3 separate regions of the Mus musculus genome follow, and regions 1 and 2 are each linked to region 3. A link is a contact called in public HiChIP or PLAC-seq data. All regions are on one chromosome and are shown on one strand. Each heading gives the region's core, a stretch centred on a gene start, on an enhancer-like site or on the middle of the called end of the contact. The rest is flanking DNA. Distances are from core to core; before and after follow the strand shown.

Region 1 (3,726 bases), core at 548-3,047, 820 kb after region 3:
ATACGTTTTTCAGCCAAGCTTTATGCATGCATGGGTCAGAATGCACTTGGCCATGAGCTAGATGTTAATGATTCAACTATTAAATCATGCCTAAAAAGAAACACATAAAACAAGGTTAGGTACTAATTTGGTTGACAAAAAATGCCGTGACCAGAGGCTGGCAGGAAATTAATTCTGTATTTCCTCTAGGAAAAATACCCAGTTACTTCAGGTTCATGCCAACTTTACAGAGCATCACTCATGAGGTGACAAGAGACAGGAGTCCGGAGAGCAGAGTCCCACCACAGACACTTTTTTCCCTTTTCAGTGCTATCTCAGGAAACAACACCCAGCCCCCAGAGCCTGCACTACTCTTGGGCCCCAGTTTGCTATCTCAGCCTTTCTGGATCACTCAGCCTTACAAAGGAGAGCCACCAGACCCAGGGGGTTGCTGTGGGTTAGGGGTGCGTGCTGTCTTCTCCTGTGAGAAGGCCAATGACTGAAGGCCTGCCATTCTTATCATTTCCTGCTTGGAGCTTGGGTGTTAACCTTTCCCAGACACACAGGAGCCCCAGTGTGGGTGAAAGGGCTCTGAAAGGGCTGTTCAGTGTCGGACTCAGGCAAAACCAATACATAGCACAGCAAGGACCCAGTTTGACACGAAGGTGTCTATTCTGCTTTCCAGGAGACCTTTGCATGCATCCAGGCTCCTCAGAATCAGCAGAGTCACTAAGATAACTGGCCAAGGAACTACAGAGGACTCAGGTTCCGTTCCCAGCTCACAACCACCTGTAACTCCACTTCCAGGGTATCTAAAGCCCTCTTCTGACCTCTATGGGCGCCAGGCATACGTGTGGTGTGCATACATATATACACAAAGGCAAAGCATTCACATACAAGAAATAAACATAAATCTTTTAAAAAAAATTCTAAAAAGATAATTGGTCAAGCAGGCAACATGGCATACACCTGCAATCCAGCAATGAAGGAAGCTGAGGCTGGAAATGTGTTAATTTGAGGACTTATCCCAGCCTCAAAACCCAAAAAACAAAAAACCTCAGATAAGCTTTTGGTGCCAGCCATTGACACATACTCTGCTTCTGAAGTGACCTTATAATACTAATATATGTAATATATTATATTATATATAATTTTAATATATATCTTTTTCTTTGCAGAGCTGGGAACCAAACAGGGCCTTGTGTACACTAGGTAAAACCTGGACTGCACACACAGCCCAGTAACAGGGTTTTGTTGTTGTTTTGAGACAGAGTCTTACTCTGTAAGCCAGTCTGGCCACATGCTCACTATCCCCCTGCCTCGGCCTCCCACGTGTTAGAATTACAGGCATGCACTACCATGCCTGGCTCCTCTACAACTGGTTTTTCTTGTTGAAAAAGCCCAGATGCATTCCAGTTGCCCATGGCTCCCTTTGCCTAGTTTATCATATAAACGTCTTTCTGTCTCATGATATGAGGACCTACCTTAGGTACACTTCCATGCATAAGTCACTAATAACTGTGTTTCTGCACAGTCCTGGAGCTGAGTCTTTGTTGAATCCCTTGACACCTTCTGCCTTTGGCAGCCAGTTCTAACACAATGAATTTTCCTAGAACAATTCAAGGTCTCACTTGTCTAAGCAAATATACATTGTACGGTTTTCAAAAATTATGAAGAATAAGGCAACTCAGATTCCACTAAGCTAAACAAAACCTTTAAGAATGCCTCAGAAGCCACATGACTCCTGGACAGAGCTAACCTCCTCCAAGAGTAAACAATTTCAATGCCCAGGCACAGGAATCTGGCTTCCTTGCGTCATTCAGGAATCCCATGCTCAAAATGAGGGACATTAGTGGAGGCTTCTGCCCTATGTCCTAGCTCTGCTCTAAGTCGAATGCTCATTTGTTGAACAAAACTGCCATCCATGCACACAATGACTGAAAAGCTTCCAAGCAAGCTGAGAGGCCACGGCAGGGGTAGGTACCAAAAAACAAGGGTCAGAAAAGTTAGGTCCCAAGTAAATATAGTACAAAATGCCCAGAATAGCCCAGAAAGACAGCTGCTGACCTTTTCCTCTAAAATCTGCATATCACAGTGCCAAATGCCCGATAACACTCTAAGGCCAAGCCAGAATTACTACTACAGAGAGAAGATATAAAGTAAAATCCACACAGACAAGCATATCTGACAGTGCCATGACAATTTGAATTTGGGTACAAATGTAAACAGGGAGGACATTATTGTACTATAGTTAGCAATGGATTATATACCACAAACTCAAAGCTTCCATAATTTCTACAAATACCTCCTGAAAGTAAAATGTGCACACAGCAGGCAGAGTCTCTGTCCTTGGATCATGATGCACAGATGTATGAACTGGGCTAAATGGGGGGGATTTACAAACCCACTTAAATCTATTCTCTATTTTTGTACTTCTGAAGCAATGGAAGGCCTTGGCTTACTGGAACCCTGATGTGGGGACCAATCACCTCCAAAGGAAGAAAGGGAGGGAAAAAGGAAGGAAAGAAGAAGGGAGGGAGGGGAGGAGGGAGGGGGGAAGAAAGGAAGGAAGGCAAGGGAGGGAGAGAAAAAGAAATTCACATTTGATACCTGTCACACAGAAAGCAATGGATTATTCCCAACACAAAAATCTATAATCCTAAATATTCTAAAATCCAATCCTTAGCACCACTCTCAAGAAATTCTAAGGGCTGGAGAGATGGTTCTAAGTTCAATTCCAAACAACCACATGGTGGCTCACAACCATCTGTAATGGGATCTGATGCCCTCCTGTGTCTGGAGACAGCTACAGTGCACTCATGTAAATGAAATAAATAAATCTTTAAAAAAAAAAAAACTTTAGAAACACTTCATGTTAAAGACATGAGATCTTTACTTTTGTTTTTTATTGTTGTTTTGGTAAAATGTATTTCATATTAATTATGCTCACTCCACAAAAAAAAAAGTCAGGAAATAGACATGTCAATTCTAAGGAACAGAGTGACAGTGAGTGCAAGGGGGTTATAAAGAAAAGGGCAGATAGGACATAGTCATGGGATATGCTTTCCTGAGGGGGCGGGGGGAGACAGGATTGACACTATGTCAGGGGCTATACTCTATCAGAGGCTGCAAATTGCAGGCTCACAGCAAAGTGCTATATGGACACACAGGCAGGCCTGTATGGGTGGAAGCCATCCCATGTTACAGCCATTCTTAAACCATTTAAGAGAAGGCAAAGACATAGCTAGACAGGGGGCTTCACCTCATTCTTACAAATGGCTCCGGCCACCCCCAAAAGTGGTATAACCAGGTACAACAGACTACCCCCAGCCAAGAAAGCAAGAATCGATATCATAGAGGAGGGACAAAGGCATTACCTGTGCTCTTAGGCACAGGATGCTACTACATCAATACTCAACTGGCAGTAACGCCTCCCAAGCCCAGTGGACAAATGTCACATCGGTTTGGATGCTTTCCTGTGCTGCTCCTGCCGTCAGGCTCAGGACAGCCATAATGAGGAAGTGAAAAACACAATTGAACACTTATTTTTATTCTGTTAATTCCATGCATACCAATATTTCAATTTTCTTCTGGAGATGGGGTCCAGCTATGTAGTCCAAAGCAGCCTCAAAAACAAAATCCTCTTGTCTCAACCTCCCAAGTACTAGGATGATAAATATACCATGACACACCCACCTTGATGCTAATATTTGGTGTTTGTTGCTGTTGCTGTCATCTGAGACAGGG
Region 2 (3,729 bases), core at 669-3,168, 640 kb after region 3:
TGTACCCTCGGTCCTTTGCACTTGTAGATTCCACATTCATCTATCACTACAAATAAAAAAGATCCTAAATAAAAATTATTCATCTCTACTGAACCTGTATATACTCTTCCTTATCCCACCCTACCCTTAGATGACAGTGTAACAACTGAGTATCTCTACCTTACCCTTAGATGACAGTGTAACAACTGAGTATCTCCACCCTACCCTTAGATGACAGTGTAACAACTGAGTATCTCCACCCTACCCTTAGATGACAGTGTAACAACTGAGTATCTCCACCCTACTCTTAGATGACAGTGTAACAACTGAGTATCTCCACCCTACCCTTAGATGACAGTGTAACAACTGAGTATCTCCACCCTACCCTTAGATGACAGTGTAACAACTGAGTATCTCCACCCTACCCTTAGATGACAGTGTAACAACTGAGTATCTCCACCCTACCCTTAGATGACAGTGTAACAACTGAGTATCTCCACCCTACCCTTAGATGACAGTGTAACAACTGAGTATCTCCACCCTACCCTTAGATGACAGTGTAACAACTGAGTATCTCTACCCTACCCTTAGATGACAGTGTAACAACTGAGTATCTCTACCCTACCCTTAGATGACAGTGTAACAACTGAGTATCTCCACCCTACCCTTAGATGACAGTGTAACAACTGAGTATCTCTACCCTACCCCTAGATGACAGTGTAACAACTGAGTATCTCCACCCTACCCCTGGATGACAGTGTAACAACTGAGTATCTCTACCCTACCCCTGGATGACAGTGTAACAACTGAGTATCTCCACCCTACCCCTGGATGACAATGTAACAACTGAGTATCTCTACCCTACCCCTAGATGACAGTGTAACAACTGAGTATCTCCACCCTACCCCTGGATGACAATGTAACAACTGAGTATCTCCACCCTACCCCTAGATGACAGTGTAACAACTGAGTATCTCCACCCTACCCTTAGATGGCAGTGTAACAACTGAGTATCTCCACACTACCCCTAGATGACAGTGTAATGACTGTGCATCTCCTTCCTTCTTTGGGGGTCACTAGCATCTAGAGATGGTTTAAATTATTCAGGAGGATGTGTGCAGGTTCTAAGACATTTTACTCACAAACCTGAGAGTCCGAGGACTGTGTGATGTGGCAGGGATCTCCTTGGATACCATGGGTTGACAGAAGAATCTAGTGTCCTGAGAAAGACAAGCATCACTGCTTCCTGTCATGCGTACAAACCAGATTTAAAATCAAACAAAATGTTGAGTGTAGGTGATTACAAAAGAACAAGGGAACGGGGGGGGGGGGGAGGCTAAGACCAAAGCCCATGTGCTTATGTGGAAATGTCACAGTAATACCTGTTGGTAAGCACAGTTAATAATTGTAAATTCAACATTCCTTCTTCAGAAAATAAAAGAGTACCTCTAATTTGTAACTTTGATGCTTGTTCGAATCATAAGTCAAATTTACATAATGGGAATTCACCACCAGCACAGAAACAGCAATGACTTACAGCTATGACTGTGGCTGCCATTATTACCAAAATGTCTAATGTTTAGGGAAAGTGTTAAGGCCCCACTGAAGTTTCTCTTCATGGCTGGCGAGCATCCCTGATGTTCCAGTGGCAAGGGCAGATGATGTTGGAGAGCACTTTCAGAGCAACCCAAAAGTTCAGTTCCCTCCAAGCTGAACAGCAGTTTCCAGGTCTCTGTAGCAATTCACAACTTTCCCCAGAACATGTGTGTTACCTTGGCCACACCACAGGTCCATACACAAACACCACACATCTCGGGAAGACTATCAGTAAATAGCACAACCTGACTCAAAGCAAAGCTTGAGCAGTCCCAGCTGGGGCAGCCTTGTCTGGACCAGTGTAGATGACTAAGGAGCCCCAGGAAGGTGAATCACACAGAGTTGATCTGTCCTGTGACTCAAGGCTGAGCTCATGCACCCAGGTGGTGTTGTGGACGCATGCTCCAGAGGTATCAAGTGCCTCCAAACAGAGGAACCAAGGAAACAACGCCACCTCACCTCCGCTCCAAAACCGCGCTCTCACCCACAGTAGTTAGTTCATTTCACTGCACTCCGGATACTATCCAGTTTTAAGAGTAGAGAAACTGAGGCTGGGAGAGCTTGCCAATGTCCACAGTCAAGTTTGTTCATGACCAGAGAACAATATCTAGACCATCACAGTACCGCTTGACCAGAGCTGGAAATGGGGATTTACATCATCTGAAGCATTTGGTTGGGCTCTTCTCACATGATTCTTATGGTTTCTGTTCATCTGTGTAAGATTTCTGGTGGTAACAGAGCTATTCAGTGCTTTGTTTCCTCAGTTCTATCATGGGCAAGTTTTATGCCAGCTCAACTAAATGAAAAGGCTGTTAGGGCATCAATGAATTTGTTTGTAAGAGGGTTTCCAGAGAGGATTAACTGAGAAACAGAAAAAAATTAGCTAAAATTAAAATTAATCCTGTTAATGTAGGTGAACATCCCACAGGCTGGGGTGGGGTTCTGGTCAAAAACAAAAACAAAACAAATGAGAGAGAGAGAGAGAGAGAGAGAGAGAGAGAGAGAGAGAGAGAGAGAGAGAGAGAGATTCCAGATCCTGAGACATGCAAAGTCAGCCTCACGTTCCTGCTAGCTGTTGTGATGAAGCCACATCATATCCTTAAATTGCTTCTTCAGAATATTTACCAGACAGACAGACAGAGAGAGAAAGAGAAAGAGAGAAAGAAAGAGAAAGAAAGAAAAAGAAAGAGAAAGAAAAGGGGTATGACAGGAAAGGCGGGAGAGGAGGGGGAGAAGGAGGAGGAAGAACAGAAGGATTCATATACATCTATCTATTCTCAAACTGGAAAACATACTGAACCTAGTTTTATAGAGAGAACCCTATTTTTCTGGCACACATGACTCTAAAGGAATGAGCTATGTTCATTCCAGCCACAAAAGCAATCATAAGTAGTCGAGATTCTCTGGGTCTCTCAAACCCCCTAGAGGAATGACGGAGCCACAGTCGACCACACATGGCCACTGTGGCTAGGAGGCTGGAATTTGCTGGCCAGCTCCCTCAACCATGGTTTAGAGTAGCGTCCCAAGACAGGCACAAGGTTTGCAGTTCAGATTTTTACCGCTAGGTGGCCGAGAATACTGGCGATACCGTTTAAAGGCTTTCTGGAGCGCTAGCAGGTTTTCTCCGGAGCTGATCCACTTCAAAGTTTATAAAATTACAGTTTTAGGTAGGAACTGTGAGCACCACAGAAGCAGGCTTTGATATTTAAGATGAGTGAGAGAATATTAAGCCAACGTAGTAAAACAAAAGTTTATAACACAAAATCCCACTTCATTGTGGCATTTTGTAAAAGCTAACTCCTATTTTTAAAAGAGGCTATAACTGGTCTGATGGGGCAAACAGACGTTTTCTGGTGACAGTGCTTCGATGTCTGTCTCACTCGGATCCAGTGTCTGCTGACTGCTGCCAAGTTATCTCCGTTTCTCTTTTTCTGACGTTTAAGAGGAAAACTAATTTTTTCTCTCTCCCAAATTTTTTCCTTGTATTCCTGAGGAAATGGTCGAGCCCCAGATGTGGCAGAGATCAGAATCACTGGCAGCCTCTCCTTCCACAGATCCTGAGACAGCCTTACCTTGAAGGCCCTTCTTACTGGCCCGGGACTGCTGGGAACTGTGTCCAGGAGAATGGAGACTGATTTGTTCTGCCTAGGTGAC
Region 3 (3,682 bases), core at 771-3,270:
TGGGCAATGATCTAGTAAAAAAAAGCAAGATAATGGCAGAATTACTGCTTTGCCTCCAAATTTAAAACATTGTTTGGCTGTTAACTCTCAGTTGCAGGAGGGGGATATTTTCAAGTCTGGTGTTCAGAGGCTGGCCAGGGGCAGTGTAATTTTCTACTGGCCTGTTGCCCTACAAAAACCCATTGGTTCACTAAGTTGAACTTTGGTCATATCAAGACTCTGGTCTGTTTGGGGCATGCTATCTAGGGTAAGCATACAGTTGTTCATGTCTCCCCAGGGGTAATCATACAGCATCCTTTGTTTCCATCCCCTGAGATCTCTTGGTGTCTTTTTAACATCAATCTATAATCTTGACTTGTCCTGGAACTTTCTTAATAATACATTTGTTGCTGTTTCTTTGTTTGAGAGTAGGTCTGGCCTGGTAAATGGCTGGTCTGAACCTAACAACGTCACTCAGAACAGCCCTTAGCTCACCGTCTTCCTGTATCAGCCTCCCAAGTGCTGGTACTACAGATGTGTAATTTACCACTTGGCATTTGGAAAAATTGTCAATAACAACCAAGACTTCAGGGCTAGGGGGATGACTCAGTGGGTAGGAGTGCTTCCTGTGCAAGCATAAGGCTCTGAGTTAAAATCCACATAAAAATGTAGAAATGGCTGTATATGCCTCTGGGAGTGTGGACAAGCAAATTCTGGAGGCTTTCTGACATCCAAGCTGGCCAAAAGGATGAACTTCTACTCCATTGAGGCTTTGGTTCAAGTCAGGAGAGATGGTGGAAGAAGATGATTGGAATCCCCCCTTAGGCAAATAGGCATCACACACATCTGCACAATATATACACATACATATGTATATAAACACATATACACATGCAGCACATAAATATGACACAACACACACAACACACACATATACACACAACACATACATATAACACACAAGCAACACACACCTACAGCACACAAACCCATACCTATTAATACATATATAAATCACATATAATACGAATACCATATTCACATGACACACAAATGTAACACATAACTACACATACATGCCACATATATACACAGAAACTTTATAATGTGAGGTTTTAAGTGATGACAGGTTTGATTTTCTTTGATTTCATAGAAAGTATCTTTAATGATGAAGTACAGTGCTTGTCCAGGAGCCTGTGTCATTGATCAAAGGCTCTGAGGTTGTCATTCCAAATCCACCTTTTGCTCAGCATCTAAACCCATCTGAACCTCCCATGCTATGCACTCCCCAGGGTCATGTTTGATGCCCTCCAGGGGACAATTGATGGCATGTTATCCATGTGTGTCAAGGCCTGCCTAGCCCTCTTTGGTAGGAAATCTCTCCACTCACAGCCCTCTTCTAAAGGTAAACAGATTGCTAAGCTTCAATGCCATTGTGGTCAGGAAAGTCTGAGGGCTATAGGAAAATGTGTCCCTGGCACACACACAGGGAAACGCTGCTCTGTATTTGAACCACGCAAGATATCATGAAACTCTACAACTGAAAGCAAGATACATCTGTGTAGAGCATACTTGTTCCCAGTTCACTGGGAAGCTCTTATGAGACAAACAGTACTATCTCTCCTCAATTGAAATTATTAAATGTTCTGCCTTGTGGGTTTTTATACTAGCTTAAACATTGTACTAGGAACATAGAATATATCTTTTATCTTTATTACAGACAGTAAGTACTCTGTTAAGTTTTATATCCAAAGAGTGTTTCACTCTTTCTGCCCAATTGTGGTCTTGTTTAATACCAACTTCCCAGGCTCAGCCAACTGAAACCGTGTGTCCTTTGCACTCAAGGACGGCCTTTGAGAGAGATGTACCCCAGCTCTCTTCTGCTGTTATGAAAACTGCCAAGGCAAACACAGCCCAGAAAAATACTAGAGCAATCACAGGAAGGGGCACATCATCTCCTCTCACTGCCCCATTCTCTTGCTGTGACCAAGTCCCCTCCAGTGGGAGGGATCTGGGCAGGGCAGGAAGGAGAGTTCTCAGAGCTGAGTCACCTAGTAACTTGATAAGAAAGTCAGTTGTGACAATTAGGAAAGTCAGCCTTGCAAAGTGGGGTCTTAAGTGACTCATTTGGTTTTTTTTTTCTTTTCATATATATGTGTGTGTGTGTGTGTGTGTGTGTGTGTGTGTGTCCTCCAGGACCTGGATCATAGGGGCTTTTCCTGATACTTCTGTGTGCAGCAGCCCCTTGCTACACTTTCTAATGGGCTGTCCCCTGGCATCTCAACCTCAGTCATCTCTGGATTCTTCTAGGTCCCTACATAGCACAGCAATGTAACACTGAAATCATTTCAGAGGTCAGAAACCCCAAACCAAGTCAGAGACCTTCTCCATCAAAGGCCATAACCACCCTACTCAGCCACACACTAAGGAGGGAAAGCCATTTACTTTTATGGACTATAAGCTTTAATAAATAATAATTGTCATCATCAGTTATGACCATTCATCCAAAGTGGCTTGAACATTAATAAAAATATCCTTGTTTCTCACCGGCTCGCTTCTGGTGCCAGGAAGACCAGTGTGCTCACTCCCTTCCTTTCAATCATAAACGCAGCTTATCTCCTGGGAACAAGACCTTCTCCCAGGCTGTACCTGCACCTCCCATAACCGTAAACATGCAAGTAGATTCGGTGCAGTGGGTGGATATTCCTTCCAAGCTAGTGGAAAATTTGTACGGCCAGTTTTTAGAAACTGGGCAATGAGTACCTGTGAGATCCAGAAATACGTTTCACCACAGTTTTCAAGTGTATGTCTGACCTCCCTAAATAAGCTTTAAGTTCCTTGTGGGAAGATTCATGTCTTAAATGAATCCTACTCTCTGGAATGTCGGATGTAATATGCAAATTTCTCTTCCAGGTGTAATAAGCTATACTACATTGAGTGTCTTTGCATCTGTTAAAATGTGTTACATTCTGTTTGGGCCAGACAATGCAGGTGGGGAGGGTGCGGAGGTGGGGGTAGGAGACAAATGAGCTGCTTCCTCACTTCTCCTTAAGGGCCTGGAAGACGGAGAAACAGGTAGTTGGGGATGATTGATGCCTAGTTTGGGCTAGGTTACAGCAGTACATGGAAGAGGAGTTGAGCTGTAGGTCTGGTTTATGAAGACCTACATAAAAGCTATTATGAAGATAGCTTTTGCAAGATGCTCTGTCAAGCAAGAAGACACTGAGCTGCTATTTTGAGTAGGCAACCCAGTCCTGCATCATGTGTGAACAGATGATCTGGTCTCATGGAAGAGAGGGCAAATCCAGACAGGGTGAGTTGAATGGAGGGAACATGAAGGTGGACTTGCACACTGGGGATCAAAGGTTGAAGGGATCTCTGTTAAAGGGATCCCTGAGGTGTATGCTAACTCTGTCTACATCACAATACCTCTGGGTGTGTGGCTCCAAGAAGAACACATCATGCTGTAAGTCCAAAGTGAAGGTGCTGTGGTCTCTCTCTGACCTGTGGGTGACCACCAGCATTATCCTCCCTGGACACAAGAGATGGACAGAAAGGAGACCAGTCTACTGTTTGTGTATGTGTCTGATGCATACCAGCACAGCAAGTACTTTATTCAGTGAGCCATATCCCTACCCCCACCCTGTTCCTCTTATAAAAACACTAGTGCTACTGGACTAGGTCCCACCACTCATGACCTCAT

Evidence for each region. HiChIP or PLAC-seq counts read pairs in DNA pulled down with a chosen protein or histone mark.
Region 1: a contact with region 3 is called in a FOXA1 HiChIP or PLAC-seq map of pancreatic cancer cells. The contact joins two enhancer-like sites. A contact is called at or near these places in 2 of 39 promoter capture datasets (embryonic stem cells and hippocampal neurons), 1 of 484 Hi-C or Micro-C datasets (embryonic fibroblasts) and 1 of 115 datasets of contacts at active chromatin or transcription factors (pancreatic cancer cells).
Region 2: a FOXA1 HiChIP or PLAC-seq map of pancreatic cancer cells shows a contact between it and region 3. The contact joins two enhancer-like sites. A contact is called at or near these places in 1 of 484 Hi-C or Micro-C datasets (reprogramming fibroblasts), 1 of 115 datasets of contacts at active chromatin or transcription factors (pancreatic cancer cells) and 1 of 9 other capture datasets (embryonic stem cells).

The regions. Positions count from the first base shown.
Region 1 is chr6:146,943,207-146,946,932 of GRCm38.p6, reverse strand. All of the region lies in intron 2 of Ppfibp1 (PTPRF interacting protein, binding protein 1 (liprin beta 1)), which reads right to left. Among named protein-coding and RNA genes, the nearest start is that of 1700034J05Rik, 9.4 kb to the left of the region's middle. Within about 2 kb of position 1,797, at least 52 of the 459 cell types and tissues checked have an H3K27ac peak or open chromatin away from gene starts, as enhancers often do. A contact at or near this core is called in embryonic fibroblasts and pancreatic cancer cells, where this site is marked.
Region 2 is chr6:147,116,155-147,119,883 of GRCm38.p6, reverse strand. No RefSeq gene overlaps it. Among named protein-coding and RNA genes, the nearest start is that of Klhl42, 27 kb to the right of the region's middle. Within about 2 kb of position 1,918, at least 36 of the 459 cell types and tissues checked have an H3K27ac peak or open chromatin away from gene starts, as enhancers often do. A contact at or near this core is called in pancreatic cancer cells, where this site is marked.
Region 3 is chr6:147,758,614-147,762,295 of GRCm38.p6, reverse strand. No RefSeq gene overlaps it. Among named protein-coding and RNA genes, the nearest start is that of Gm15762, 40 kb to the right of the region's middle. Within about 2 kb of position 2,020, at least 44 of the 459 cell types and tissues checked have an H3K27ac peak or open chromatin away from gene starts, as enhancers often do. A contact at or near this core is called in embryonic fibroblasts and pancreatic cancer cells, where this site is marked.